Regions from separate parts of the Zea mays genome. Here region 2 is linked to region 1. Evidence: chromatin contacts called from public Hi-C data. All regions are on one chromosome and are shown on one strand. Each heading gives the region's core, a stretch centred on a gene start, on an enhancer-like site or on the middle of the called end of the contact. The rest is flanking DNA. Distances are from core to core; before and after follow the strand shown.

Region 1 (6,883 bases), core at 1,290-3,789:
ATCTCTTCAACAACCATGCAGTTAAACACATTAGAACTAGTTTATAATATATACTGATACAAATTATACTACGCGGTGTAGGTATTTATGCAATTCGGTACACCGCGTAAAAATCTGGCATGTTGTTCACTGGTGAACGAATCTCCGGGTTGGAGCATAAAAACCTTAAGTTTTGAGCATAAAATCCCTCAATGATAAGCGTAAATACCGAGCCAATGTGAGAGGTTGATACCTCTAGTAGGTTGTTATTAGAATCCTATTTTTATTGCAGATCCAAAAAACATGGCAGCCACATGCATGCAGTTTCTATTTTTATACAATTCCAAAAATTATGACAAAATGCATGCATGAGTAAAACACGTTCCCTTGCATGCGCCTAAATTTAGGAAAGATATTGGCGGTTTCTATTTTAAATGCTTTATTTCCTCTATAAATTTAGAATCGCTGCAACATTCATGTAGCTAAACTCATAATGATCATTTTATGATATATACTGATACTAAATATGCTACACTGTGTAGATAATTATGCAATTCGGTTTACTGCGTAAAAATCTGCTACCAGCTGCATGCACACGAATTTATGATGGAAAGAATATGCAATGAAAGAAAATGAATTGCATATATAGAAACAAAAAAATCGCATTTAATGTTTTATTTCCTTCATAAATATAGGATCCCTCCAACAGCCATGCAGCTAAACGCATTAGAACTAGTTTATGATATATACTGATACAAATTATACTACACATTTGTAGGTATTTATGCAATTCCTTACACTACGTAAAAAATTGACATGTTGTTCACTGGTGGACACATCTCTGGGTGGAGCGTAAAAACCTTAAGTTTTGAGCATAAAATCCATCAATTATAAGCGTAAATACCGAGTCAATGTGAGAGGTTGATAGCTCTAATAGGTTGTTATTACGATCCTATTTTTATGACAGATCCGAAAAACATGGCAGCCATATGCATGCAGTTTCTATTTTTATACAGATCCAAAAATTATGGCAAAATCGTGGGAGTTTTCATTGCATGCGCGTAAATTACGAACATTATAAATCAAAGAATTGTTTTTCCAATGTGCATGCAAAAAATACGCATGCATCAAACTGATATACGAACTTCGTGTTCAAGCATAAAATCGTACAGTTTTTAGCGTAAATAATATATGTGGTAGACATAAAACACAATAGTTGAAAAAAACACAAATCGAAGGAGGTAGTCGCCGGAGGACGTCGTCGACGACATAAGCACAGATGTATGTCGTCATTTGGGGCGGCCGAACTGCGCCGGATCGGAGGATGTCATGCGCGATCGTCGCTGCGCGCACCTCGCACCTTCCGTGACGCCGCTCGAACCTCGCGTCTCGTGTGTCGCCGTTGCTACTCGCACATCGAGGGGGCGTCGCTTGCTCGTCGGCCTTTGGAAGTGCCGCCGTCTCGGGGCCCCGGGGACGCCGCCGCTTGCCCGCACAAGGGCACTGCCGTCGCTAGCCCTCTGGATCGGGGAGCCGACGCCGCCTCTACTCCGGATCGAAGAATCACCGCCACCGCACGTCGAGGTCGGGGAGCCGCGGCCACCACAGCCACCGCACATCGAGGTCGGGGAGCCACGACCACCGTAGCCACTGGCCGGGGGTCCACCGCCGCGCGCGCTATCGGGCAACCGCCGTCGCTAATGAATCAGGATGAGGCGTAAAAAACTGAATCCTAGCACTCTAGATTTTCTTTTATAGACGTCTGAATCTGATCCGGTGTCTGACCTGGGCTTCCTCTAGTTATTGGAAGCTAATGACTCCTAATATACAATATATATATATATAATATATATATATATATATATATATATATATATATATATATATATATATATATATATATATATATATATATATATATATATATATATATATATATATATATATATATATATATATATATAAAGACGGTCGAAAGAAAGCTAATAAGGTAGCATGCACGGGGCAAGTTGAAAAAGACAGAGAAGGACTCCGATCCTCGTGCAGTGATCCGCACACGTGAGGACGGTGAGAGAGAGACGACAGGACGTACGTGGTCGATCTGGCTCCCACAAAAGCACAAGCACCGGTCGATACATAGGCGCGCGACGACCCTCTCCTGATCGATCTAGACGTAGTACGTCTGCTGCGCCACTCAATATACGTGCATATGCTTCTCACATGCTGCTGCCTGCTGCCGCTGGATGCTTCCGATGCTTTGTGGACGACGACGACGGCGACCTTGTTGGAGGGAGATAGAGAGAGAGAGAGGGACACACACACAGACATCTTAAGAAAGGTGGCGAAACGAGACCCGGCCGGCCGGCGCCACCTTTCTTTCTTCTCTGCTAGCTTTCCGGCCACCACTAACGATCGAGTGGACGTACGAATGAGCGACGACCTGAGCACGGTTTGCATGGCCAGCAGCGAGAGGGGTGCAGTGCCCATACCCACCACACACCAGTCGATCACGAGTCGCCTCCAGCAGTCCAGCCTACTACAACTCTCTCTCTCTCCAGCCCTCAACGGGACACGGGCGGCTAGCTAGGATGCACGCGCGCGTGCCAACGTGGCGCGCGCGTGGCGGACACGTCACGCGCGCGCGCCAGTCCGGCATTGACACATCGACGGGGCGGGCGCGCGGGCCCGGGGCCCAGGGATAAGCATGATTGTCCTCTCAGGAGCTTTTGGGTTGGACCTAATCATGATTATACTCCGATCGACGACGACGGGTTTAGTGCGTGGGCCGGCCGGATCCATGGGGTCACAATGCTACTAGCTGTCTGCTGCTACCAGTTTTCTCCGTCCAGTCTTTCGGATCGTCGCATGCATGGCTAGCTATACTCATCTGCTTTGGAAAAAAAAAAACCCAACAACATGCATGGCACCTGCTTCGTTAATTCGTCAGAGGAGAGAAAATGCGTGCTGCTTTTCGACCTGCTTTCGACATGCATGTAGGATGCTCTGCTTGTGTGTTTGTTCAGTTGGATTGTACGTTTTGTCTTTGCACTGCTGCGTGCGTGCGTGCGTGCGTGCTGAGTTGGTAAATAATGTCTACTATAGCTACCACTTGGGATGCAGCTAGCCCAGCTCTTTATTTCAAATAAACATGGTGCTAAGGAAATGTGCTATGCCTTTTTTCCCCCGCCGCCGGTCTTAATTATACAACCCCCGGGCCTGGACTTCTTTTTGGTTTCTCTCGTTTTTTTTTTCTTCTTCTTCCCGCCGGCCTCTCTCCGTTGGTGAAGAAATGCTGGCCATATACAATCTTTTTAAGGACGATTGACTGAAGGCTAGCTAGCTTCGAGTTGACCCATCTCTATCATGCATTGTGTCTACAACAATTTGTGCAGTTTAATAGACCTAGTGGGGGAGAGAGAGAGAGGAACTAGCTATCTTCAAAAGCAATAACATCTTGTGGCTTTATTTAATTGTTTGACTACTCAGGTCATCTCTCGTGCATATGCATTGACCAACACGTACAGCTGACAGCATCCTCGTTCACCAATCTCCTGAACAAATTTTGAATTTATAAAATTATATTACGGTTGGTGACTTGTTCTCAAATGCTATGAATTAAGAACAAGGCAACACAAAAATAGGTTAATGGTTAATGTCCTTCGTCCTTCGAAGCATTATTTCCCCAATCAGGATATAACGATCTTCGGACGAAGGTTATGAATGACGTACCTTCATCATCACAGTATATATCAACGAAAGACGAAGCATATGAAATATGAGAAATAACATGGATAATTATATGACATCATAATATGTATTTTTTATATAATTATAAATGAATAAGAGCAATATTGAATTACATTTGTACCTTCGGCTTGACAGAAGACAGAAAGTACAAGCGTGTTGCACAAGCGAGTATAAATCAGCGTGAACAGTACAGGGTACTGTTCATCCATTTATAGGCACAGGGCGCAGCCTGTGTGGATTTACATTCATGTCCTTTATAACTGGTTACAATCATGACACAAATTATAATGGGCCAATCGGTCTTTTCATCTTTAAGTCGGTGCCACCCTTCGTCTCAAGGCGTGTCACTATGCCGAAGCTCCCCGGATAATAACTTCGGTGTTGCTTCTGTGTTGATCTTCTGAAGGTGTTTCTTCTTACAGGACCTTCAGCGACGAAGCAGGACCCCAATAGTAGCCCCTTCGCGGTGCTAGATCGTTTTTCGTAACGAGCTTGATCCGTGAAAAATTGTCCTAGGCTTCGGAATGCCGAAGGTCCGAAAACACCTTCCGTGAGCTCGTTGCCGAGAAACGATTAAAATATTCCGAGCACGAGGTGGCCCCACCATGCGACGGGTACGCGCGATCTGGCGATTCATCTCCCACGCGCCTTGGTCCACCGTTCAGTGGGTGCGGGCAACTTGACGATTCACCTTCACACCTGCAGCACTATATAAACAGACGGGTAGGTGTGAAGTTACCACAACATTCATTGTTATTGCACTGTTGTGCTGCTGAAAATTTTAACCATAGCCGAAGCTTTCTCATCACATTCTCAAGCAAAGCATCATTTTGATCTAGCTTCGGCATAAGAGGGAACTTCGTCAAAACTGTAAAAATCATCAACATTCGTAAGAACTGCAAGGAATTCAACACCTGATGGCCAGAGTACGTTCAACTGCTAGGGTGACCCATGACGGAGAGGAGACCGAAGCCACAGAGACTGCCCCAATGTCTGAAGTGATGAGACAATCGGGACTGGTTGTAACAGAGGGAGCTACTGACGAATGTGCACCTGCTGCCGAAGCTGAACAGGCTGACGTCGAAGAAGATGATGTTGATGAAGAAGAGGAAGATTATAACACTCTCATGCCAGCCAAACCCAGCCACTTGGACTTTGGAGAATCTACTGTTTCTGAGGCTGATATGCCCATGATGATAAAGCTAGGCTACTTCGGAGAAGCTGAGAAGAAGCTGATTCGTTTTGCCGGGGAAGAAACCACTCCGACACCGAAAAATGATGAGGTGGTAGTTTTCAGGAGTTTCTTCAGAGCGGGATTGAGGTTTCCTTTGAACGAGATGATTGGGGAAGTTTTGGAAAATTTCGAAATCTATCTTCATCAGCTGACTCCTAACGCTATCGTTAGGCTCAGCGTCTTCATCTGGGCACTCCGAAGCCAAGGAATAGACCCGAATGCCGAAGCTTTTTGCCGAGTGCATGAGCTTTATTATCAGACGAAGGCTAGAGAAGATGGGCTTCATGAGAATTTTGGTTGTTACAACTTCGCTTACCGCAAAGATATGAAGGCTCTATGGTTAGCTATCGCACAAAGTGGCCAACCGGTTGAAAAAATGAGTGGTTCTATGTTAAGGCCGATGAAAAGAAGAGGGAGAAGCTAAAGACGCTAGTACTTGGCTCGCTGAGCTTAAGCTTCGGCAACCGGTGCGTGCAACGGCTGAAGCAGGTCTTCAACTCAGTTGGAGCTAGTTCTGAAAATTTTGAACCTTCGGTTGAAGACCTGCCAGGCACCTTCGATCATATTGAGGGCGAAGTTGACGCACTTGACGAAGTTATAGCTGGGCACAGTGACTTATGTGCCCTGCTAGCTTCTCGGGGCACAACTGTTGCTTTCATGAAGACTGGTTGCACGCATGGGAAGATCGTGAATAGGCCAAACTTTAGGCTGTCACCAGCAGATTTAACTGACATCCCTAGTCTAGCCCGAAGCATTGGAAATAGATTCATAACTCAAATCTGGACGAAGGGTGGGCGAGACTAAGCTTGTGACGAAGCTCGAAGTCATCTCAAGCCGGTAATACACTTGTACCTATTGCTTACCTTGTCCTTGAGATTTGTGTTTACCTTATACCGCTTCGTTATATACAGGATGCCGAAGCCGAAGAGAAATGATCCGAAGCTTGGCGAATAGTGATGAAGCTGAAGACACTGTTACGAAAAAGCTCTAGAGAAAATTTTGAATTAACCTTGTAAAAGATACTGTAATTTAGGAATCAAACACTACTCTGTAAATTTGTCCGTACCTTGTAATATTTTTTTACCTTTCCATCCATGTATGAACTGCTTTGATGTGGACGAAACTTGTATTTTTTGAGCCGAAGGCGAAAAACACCTTCCCTTCTTTTCGTACACAACAAAGCATAAAATTTGCTTCTTTTGTACTCATTTAAGCCTTATCAATAGAGCCGAAGCAATTGTCTGTACACTATGATATGATGATGATGATCCTACGAACGTCTGAATGAATGTGTATGAATGCAATGAATGATGTGATGTAATGTGCAAATGTGTCGGGGACCATAATTAGGGGTACCCTCAAGACTCCTAATTCTCAGCTGGTAACCCCCATCAGCACAAAGCTACAAAGGCCTGATGGGTGCGATTAAGTCAGGGATCGGTTCGTTCGAGGGACTCGATCACGCCTCGCCCGAGCCTAACCTCGGGCAAGGGCAGCCGACCCCGGAGGATCTCCGCCTCGCCCGAGGTCCCCCTCCAGCGACGAACATACTTCCGGCTCGCCCGAGGCCCTGTCTTCGCCAAGAAGCAACCCTGACCAAATCGCCGCGCCAACCGACCAAATCGCAGGAGCATTTAATGCAAAGGTAGCCTGACACCTTTATCCTGACGCGCGCCCTTCAGTCGACAGAGCCGAAGTGACTGCAGTCACTTTGCCGCTCCACTGACCGGCCTGACAGAAGGACAGCGCCGCCTGCGCCGCTCCGACTGCTGCGCCGCTCGACAGAGTGAGGCTGACAGGCAGTCAGGCCCGACCTCAAGCACCATAGAAAGCTCCGCTCCGCCCGACCCAGGGCTCAGACTCGGGCTCAGCGCCGGAAGACGGCGAACTCCGCTCCGCCCGACCCAGGGCTCGGACTCGGGC
Region 2 (6,883 bases), core at 1,366-3,865, 150 kb after region 1:
ATCAATGTGCAAATGGAACAAATCTATGATCATTTGATTTGAAGCACTTGCAGTTATATAAATGCTAAGGGCTAATTTGGAAACTCAAATCTCCTTGTGGATTGGAGGGGGTTGATGTGGAAATGAATTAATTCTCCCCTCAATCATCTTCAATCTTCAGACATTGTTCGGTTAGCATTGGATTGAAGAGAGGATTAAATCTCTTGCTACTTAAAATTGAATATAAAGAGATTTAATCCCCTCAATTAATCTCTATACAAACGAATAAGTTCTTGAGGGAATTTGATTTTCTAAACTAGCCCTAAAGAGTATCTTTTGAGGGAAAAGGACGAGTGTTATGTTTTTACGAGAATAAATGCTATCATCTCCAATCACAAATATTTGACACAATTTACTTTGTGTGGTCTTCTTATTCCTTCTATAATTATTCTTAGCATCCTTCAAACAAAAAAATCTAAGTATTATAAATACAAATTAACAAGTATAACTTACAATTTTTTTGGAACTCAATAATGTAATAGTTATTGATGCTTGTTCAAAGGTTTGCCTAGTCTTATCCTAAGAGACAAGTTTCTTTGGGTGGACAGGGGAGTACTACATTTGTGGCGACAGGAGATGATAAAATGATACCAATGCATTAACAAGAACCGTGTTGGTGATAGTGCATCTATGGGCATGAGCTCAAACAATGGGCATTGGACACCATCAGCTGAGAAAATATGCGCTCAATCCTTTATGAACTCATCTTCTTTATCACAAAAGTAAGTTTTTTTTTGTTTTTTAACTGTACTGTATAGATATTGACATTCATGCACATATAAGATATGAACACGACGTCTGTCAAAAAAAAAATAATCCTTAGATTTTTAAATAAATCTAGAAAAATACGAGCACCGGAGGTTCCACTAAAAGGAACCAACTAAACTCTATGTTTGTTTCATTCTAGGATTATACTAATCCAGTTTATAGATTATATAAGCATCTAATAATCTACTTATAGATTATCATAATTAAAGATGTTTGTTTTCCATGGACTAATTTTTAGTCTCTTTATTTTATTTTATTTTATTTTAGTTCCTAAATTATCAAATACGGAAACTAAAATAGAGTTTTAGTTTCCGTATTTGACAATTTAGAGACTAAAATGCAATAAAATAGAGAGACTAAAACTTAGTCCCTATAAACCAAACACCTCCTTAATCTAGATATCTAGATTAAATAAATCCACCTGATAATTTGTTCTGTTTCTTTGTCTCTTAATTTATTTAAGCTGGATTATATAATCTAGAGGGTAAACAAACACAGCCTAGCTAAGGCCATGTTTGTTGTCTTTCTAATCTAGCTTATGAATTATATAAACACCTAATAATCTATTTATGGATTATCATAATATCTAGGTATCTAGATTATATAATTCATCTAATAATTTGTGTTGTTTTATTTTTTGTTTTGTCTCTTAACTTATTTAAGCTGGATACATAATCTAGAGGGTAAACAAACATGGCTTTAAGCTTTACGGTAAACAAACAGGCGTTAAGCTTTCTGTTGTATATGTAGTGTCATGGTTTTATTCTGCCATAATATTGAGAATTAGTGACATGTCCAACCAAAATAATCACCTTTTCAAAAATTATCAAAAGAGACCAAACTAACTAAATGGTGCCCTCTTGTCTCACATCATATCATCACGTAAAAAATTCACCGGATTTTTTTTTGGAAAGAAGCGTATAAAAAAAGAGACGAAAAAAATTGTCCTTTCACAATAAAGTATAGAAGCACGCGTTCAAAGCGACAGGTAAAAAAGAGTGGCGGCAGAAGGGTTTATACACCGATGCATAGTGTTTTGCTACATGCTGGTGCATGTACGTGTCACCACGTGGTGTGTCATGCGTGTGTGCCATTCTCACATAGGTCAACTCCAGATTTGACGACTTTCGGTGCAAGTGCAAACCACACACACAAGTCAAAGTGACAAGTAAACTTTGGTGAATTTGCATTGGAATTTATATACACTTTAAAATATCCGGATCATTTTCTAAAATATTTTTGTTTTTTATAGTTGTCTTTATCTACGGTGTTATATAGCTATATTTTGAATCTCATCGTTTACACCGATTTTATTATACTAAAAAATATCGATGAGCAAAATAGGCCGATAAGGGAAAAAATGTCCGTGATCTTTTACTCGTGGTTTGAGCCCTCCTAACCCTAACACGAGGATCTGTCTCTTATAGGCCAGTCTATCTTATGTACGCACAACTAGGGAACCAATGAATAACTTACTTTAACCTCGGTCTAAAATTTAATTTCATTAGGATTCGAACTCAGAGCTGAGACACCATCTAACCAATTCGGCTAGATGTCCTTTCGCTAGATGCATGTTATATCTTCGAATCAAATAGATATCGATTTGAATTCGAATTTGAGATACTTTAACTTTTTTGCATTAGTATCTGATAATATATGTATTTTTACTTGAATTAAAAATATTAAACAGTGGTATTTAAATTCATATCCGTGCGAATCTTATCTGAATCCATCCCTAGCAGCTAGTGTGGCGATGACCTGCTGTCTCTTTCCATATCCGGAAATAATGTTACCAAGGTCGGCAGATAGTCTTTTTTTCTGGTCATCAACGTCAAGCCCCCACATGCGCAAAATAGCTCAACGATCACTAGTGCCACGTTGACTGTGTCGTCTATGTATACCATGCGTGTACATCGCGTTGATGTAACGTATTAAAGTATGTAGATAATGCGACTTTGATTAATCTATGTGCTGAGCAGTAATTACACTACTATATAAAAAAATATTTTAGGAAACATCTCATTCACATTTTTAGATGCGGACAAACAATTGAAGACACACACCTCTAAAAATTAAATAAATTTAAGGACATGTATCTTAATTTACTCGTTTATGAAAACATATTAAAGTACAATCTTAGTCGATCTCATTCACAAATATATATATCGGAGCCTTGAGGTTTTTCTCTCCCTAAGTCCCTAGACTAGGCCTACTTGATCCCTCTATCTCTCTCTCTCTTGACTCGGCCCACAACCGAGTCTTTCTTCGTGCCCGCTCTATTACTCTCACACCAATTCTATAGCTAGATCCCAGGGTGATGTTCCTCCTCGTACAAAATCCACTCATCCTTAGGCAGGTGGTTGAGGGCGGTATAAGGAGGTAGCGAACTAGCATAGGGAACTGAGTGGCACAAAACTTTATATTGGGCCTAGATCTATGGAGTATGATGCCTACTATTGTAAAGGATGAAGCATGTCAGTGACAGATCTCGTTCCAGTGAGTACATTCAGCCTACCTCCTCCTTCAAGTCCTCTCTCCCTCTACCGTAGTGGAGGTTGTACCACACATAGGAGTGAAAACTTCAAGACCCCTTAGGTAAGTGATTTTAGTGGTGAATGACAAACTTGATTTTTTTGTATATTATGTGTGTTTAGGAGAAATAGGTCTATGTTAGGTAACAAAGCATGAAGATTAAGGATTGTTCTCAAGAATTGATGAAGAAGCGAATCGACGAAATCTTTAGCATGTGTCGCTAGCGTTTAGATGGGAGGATCGAGGCCACAATACATGAAGAATGGTGACAACCTCAACGGTTGATGATTAGATAGTCAAAGATCTCGAAAGTAAAATGATCATGGACTTAAGATCAAGTGGATCATGAGGAGTCAGGTAACTCAAGCGAAAACTCAAGGACTAAGAACCGTTTTAAGAGTTAGGATCTATAATAGGGAGTCATGTGTGAAAAGACTCAACCAAATGTTCAAGCATGCATGGTGGTGTGATCTTCATGAACTAGTTTATGGTGCAAGGAATCCAATAGAACAAGTTTTATCTCAATCTAAGTTCATATGAAGTTTGAGGTGAGAACAAAAGAAAGTGCGTTAAAGGGACAATCTTCCGTCGAGGGAAAAGCACACATCTAACAAATGAGTTGGAGTCCAACCAATGATGTTGTGTAAAGGAATTGTACAACAATGCATGCACTAGATGATCTGACCATTATATTGGAAAATGGAAGCATTAAACAATCGGCATACCAAGGGTATGTTTATTTGAGCAGTAGTTTTTGGCCTTTTGGCTCAAAAGTTGGCTTTTGGTTTCTGGTTGTTGGCCTTTTATATTGACATTTGTAATTTATATTAAGTTTCTCAGCACATCAGAATCAAGAAAAACTTCTAACAATGTGCTTTGCAACTTTTACTATATTTTCTCAAAAGCGATTTAATTGTTTTTCAAATGCTAGCTCAACAACTAAATTACTTATTTATCTTATGGCTGGTATAAGCTAGTATAAATCTAAAATAAATAGGCCATAAAGACTAAGGTTACGGCTTAGTGGCTCTATGGAAATGTACTCATTAGACGACTAGGCTAATAGAAGTTTAAAATGCATCTTAAACTTCTCTAACCACCTCATGGCTGGAGAAATGAAATATCCCACATTTCATACATTTGCGTTGTGCAAATCCATTTACCTCCCAGTTAATGCCCACAAGCGTAAATTTTCCATCAAACCATAAATTATACATCATCAACACTTTGGTTTGTTCACACAAATAATCCATTGGCCTAAGCCTTGCTCGCTCTTCATCGTTATCTTGGTCCATCAATGCCAAGCTATATACTCGCACTTCACTACCGCAATGACCTATCGTACTCAAGCCTCTAAATTGTCCTTCACTTTTCCACTATTTATTGTAGCCAAGCCTTGCTATAACCTTTAGCATCATGCCATATAATACTTGAGCTTATCAAACATGCTTTATATCATATCCACCATGACATCCATGTTGCTTCCTTTAGAAACACAATCAAATAAAATGTTAGTCCACAATTGTTGTCAATAATTATCTGTCATTGCCAAGGGAAAGGCATATCCCCTGCCATTGGCATGACACGCACAAGGATCCTATCAAAAGAATACTTGTATACCATGAGTAAGTTTACCAAGCTTACCCTCAAAGGTCATATATGATCTTGGACCCTTGAGGCCTCCATAGGGCTCCACTCATGCACCTGTTAGGTAGGGCCACCAAGGGCCCTTATGTCTTAGGGGCCTATCCGACGTGACCTCATAGCCACCATGGGCCCTAGAACAACTAATTGATAAGGCATACCAAGGCCTCTCGTGTCTTGGGGGATCTCACCATTAAGGCTTTGGGCACCCATGTGTCTCGAGGACCTTGGTCGATATGACCTTAGGCCCCCTAGTGCCTCAAGTATGCTAACAACTAAAGCCAACCAAGGGTCCTTGCATTCCCGTGGCATGATGGAGTCATTATTGTCACAATTTAGTAATGTTATACACTATACTTATGCTATTATACTTTGATGAGATGTAATAACTATAATATTTTCGTCCATGGTATTTGGTTACCATTAATTAAGATGATTACATGTCTAGAAGTTAATCCAGGCGCACATTTGATTATCACATGGTTTTGGTCCTTCAAAACTAGGTGTGACATAGGCTAGAGGAGGAAGAAGGCAAGCATCATGGAATGTGTGAGAAAGGGAAAGGTAAAAATTCCACCTATATTTAAATATATCTCTCTATTCCATGATGTAGAACCTGAAGTGTTGCACAATCTGCATAATACATGAAGTTGTGCAATATGATAGAGTATAACCTGCCAAATAGTGTGGCTAACGCACGTGAATTTCTTGACATATGTGACAAGACTATTTTGCTTGGTATATTTGGGAAATGTGCCCCACCTACATGTCGTTGCATGCTTGCGATTCAAACCCAACTCGTCGCATATGATTCATCGAAAGATGATGAGACACGTAATGTGGATAGAATTTGGAGAAGTTCCAACCATATGCGAAATTCTGCAAGTATGGGTGGAAAACACTTGTCCATTTCCATTCCGATGTGAACTTATGTGTCATGGCTCATACTATTTCTAGATCTTTCCAAAAATATGGGAATGAATGGATCAAATGTAGGAAAAAAGATGGTTCGGAAGTGGAAAAATCACATCTGTTTTGAACCCTACATGCGAACAAAAACTGGGGCTAGCAAATGTGAACACTCAATTTCATTTCACCTTTAGTCAACTCTCTTGGTCCAAAGATATAAGATGACCAAGCGATTTTAGTACTAAATAAGGAGCCTGACAAAAGAGTAAAATGTCCTTCACTAATTAGTTAGTTTGGTTGTCAACCTACTTAATTTCCTAACAATACATAGTTTAAAAAGGCATGTATGATAATCTTTTACTTTGGATGCCAATTATAAGAGTCATTTTGTGAAAGACTGTAAGTGCAATCAACCTCTTGAGGGTTTTGGTGATTAATGGACAAAAAAAATAAAAGTATTCTAATCAGTTTCCTCCTAGTGCATATCTAGTTTGAAACATAAAAAAATGTAGAGGAAAGTAAAAGCTAAACAAACAGAGAACAATGTGATGAAGCGTGAGGCATTTCCAAGTGATTCTAGGCGAAGATCCTCCAAAATTTATATATTCTACATAGTAGTAGGAATCTCCACTCGTTTAGAAAGATTGGTAAGGTAAGGATAGTTTCCACCAACTCAACCTATCCATTTGAAAATCTTCGTTTTGAAAATTCATGAGTTTGCCTATTGAATCCCTCGCTGGTTTTTCCGGTTTGACTTTTTATGTGAATCTTGGTTCAACCTAGCTGTGAGGGTGGTCCAATTAGTTTTGTACAGAAACTGTCTATGTAAAATCCCAGTTCAACTGGTATTTTAAGGGAGGTCCAACCTAGATTTTTTAGGGAGCGCTCAAAATCTCAATTCAACCGGTATTTATACCGGTTCAACCGACATTTGCGCGGTCAGCCGAACGACCAGATTTGTTTTAGGGGCAGACTATATAGACACTCCTCC

The links. A called contact is a pair of places that touch in the nucleus more often than the background predicts.
Region 2: a contact with region 1 is called in a Hi-C map of leaf, with 3 times the contacts expected there. The contact joins two enhancer-like sites. A contact is called at or near these places in 2 of 25 Hi-C or Micro-C datasets (both in leaf).

The regions. Positions count from the first base shown.
Region 1 is chr10:81,089,097-81,095,979 of Zm-B73-REFERENCE-NAM-5.0, forward strand. No RefSeq gene overlaps it. Among protein-coding and RNA genes, the nearest start is that of LOC118473561, 23 kb to the left of the region's middle. Within about 2 kb of position 2,540, at least 16 of the 20 cell types and tissues checked have an H3K27ac peak or open chromatin away from gene starts, as enhancers often do. A contact at or near this core is called in leaf, where this site is marked.
Region 2 is chr10:81,240,471-81,247,353 of Zm-B73-REFERENCE-NAM-5.0, forward strand. No RefSeq gene overlaps it. Among protein-coding and RNA genes, the nearest start is that of LOC103642555, 81 kb to the right of the region's middle. Within about 2 kb of position 2,616, at least 7 of the 20 cell types and tissues checked have an H3K27ac peak or open chromatin away from gene starts, as enhancers often do. A contact at or near this core is called in leaf, where this site is marked.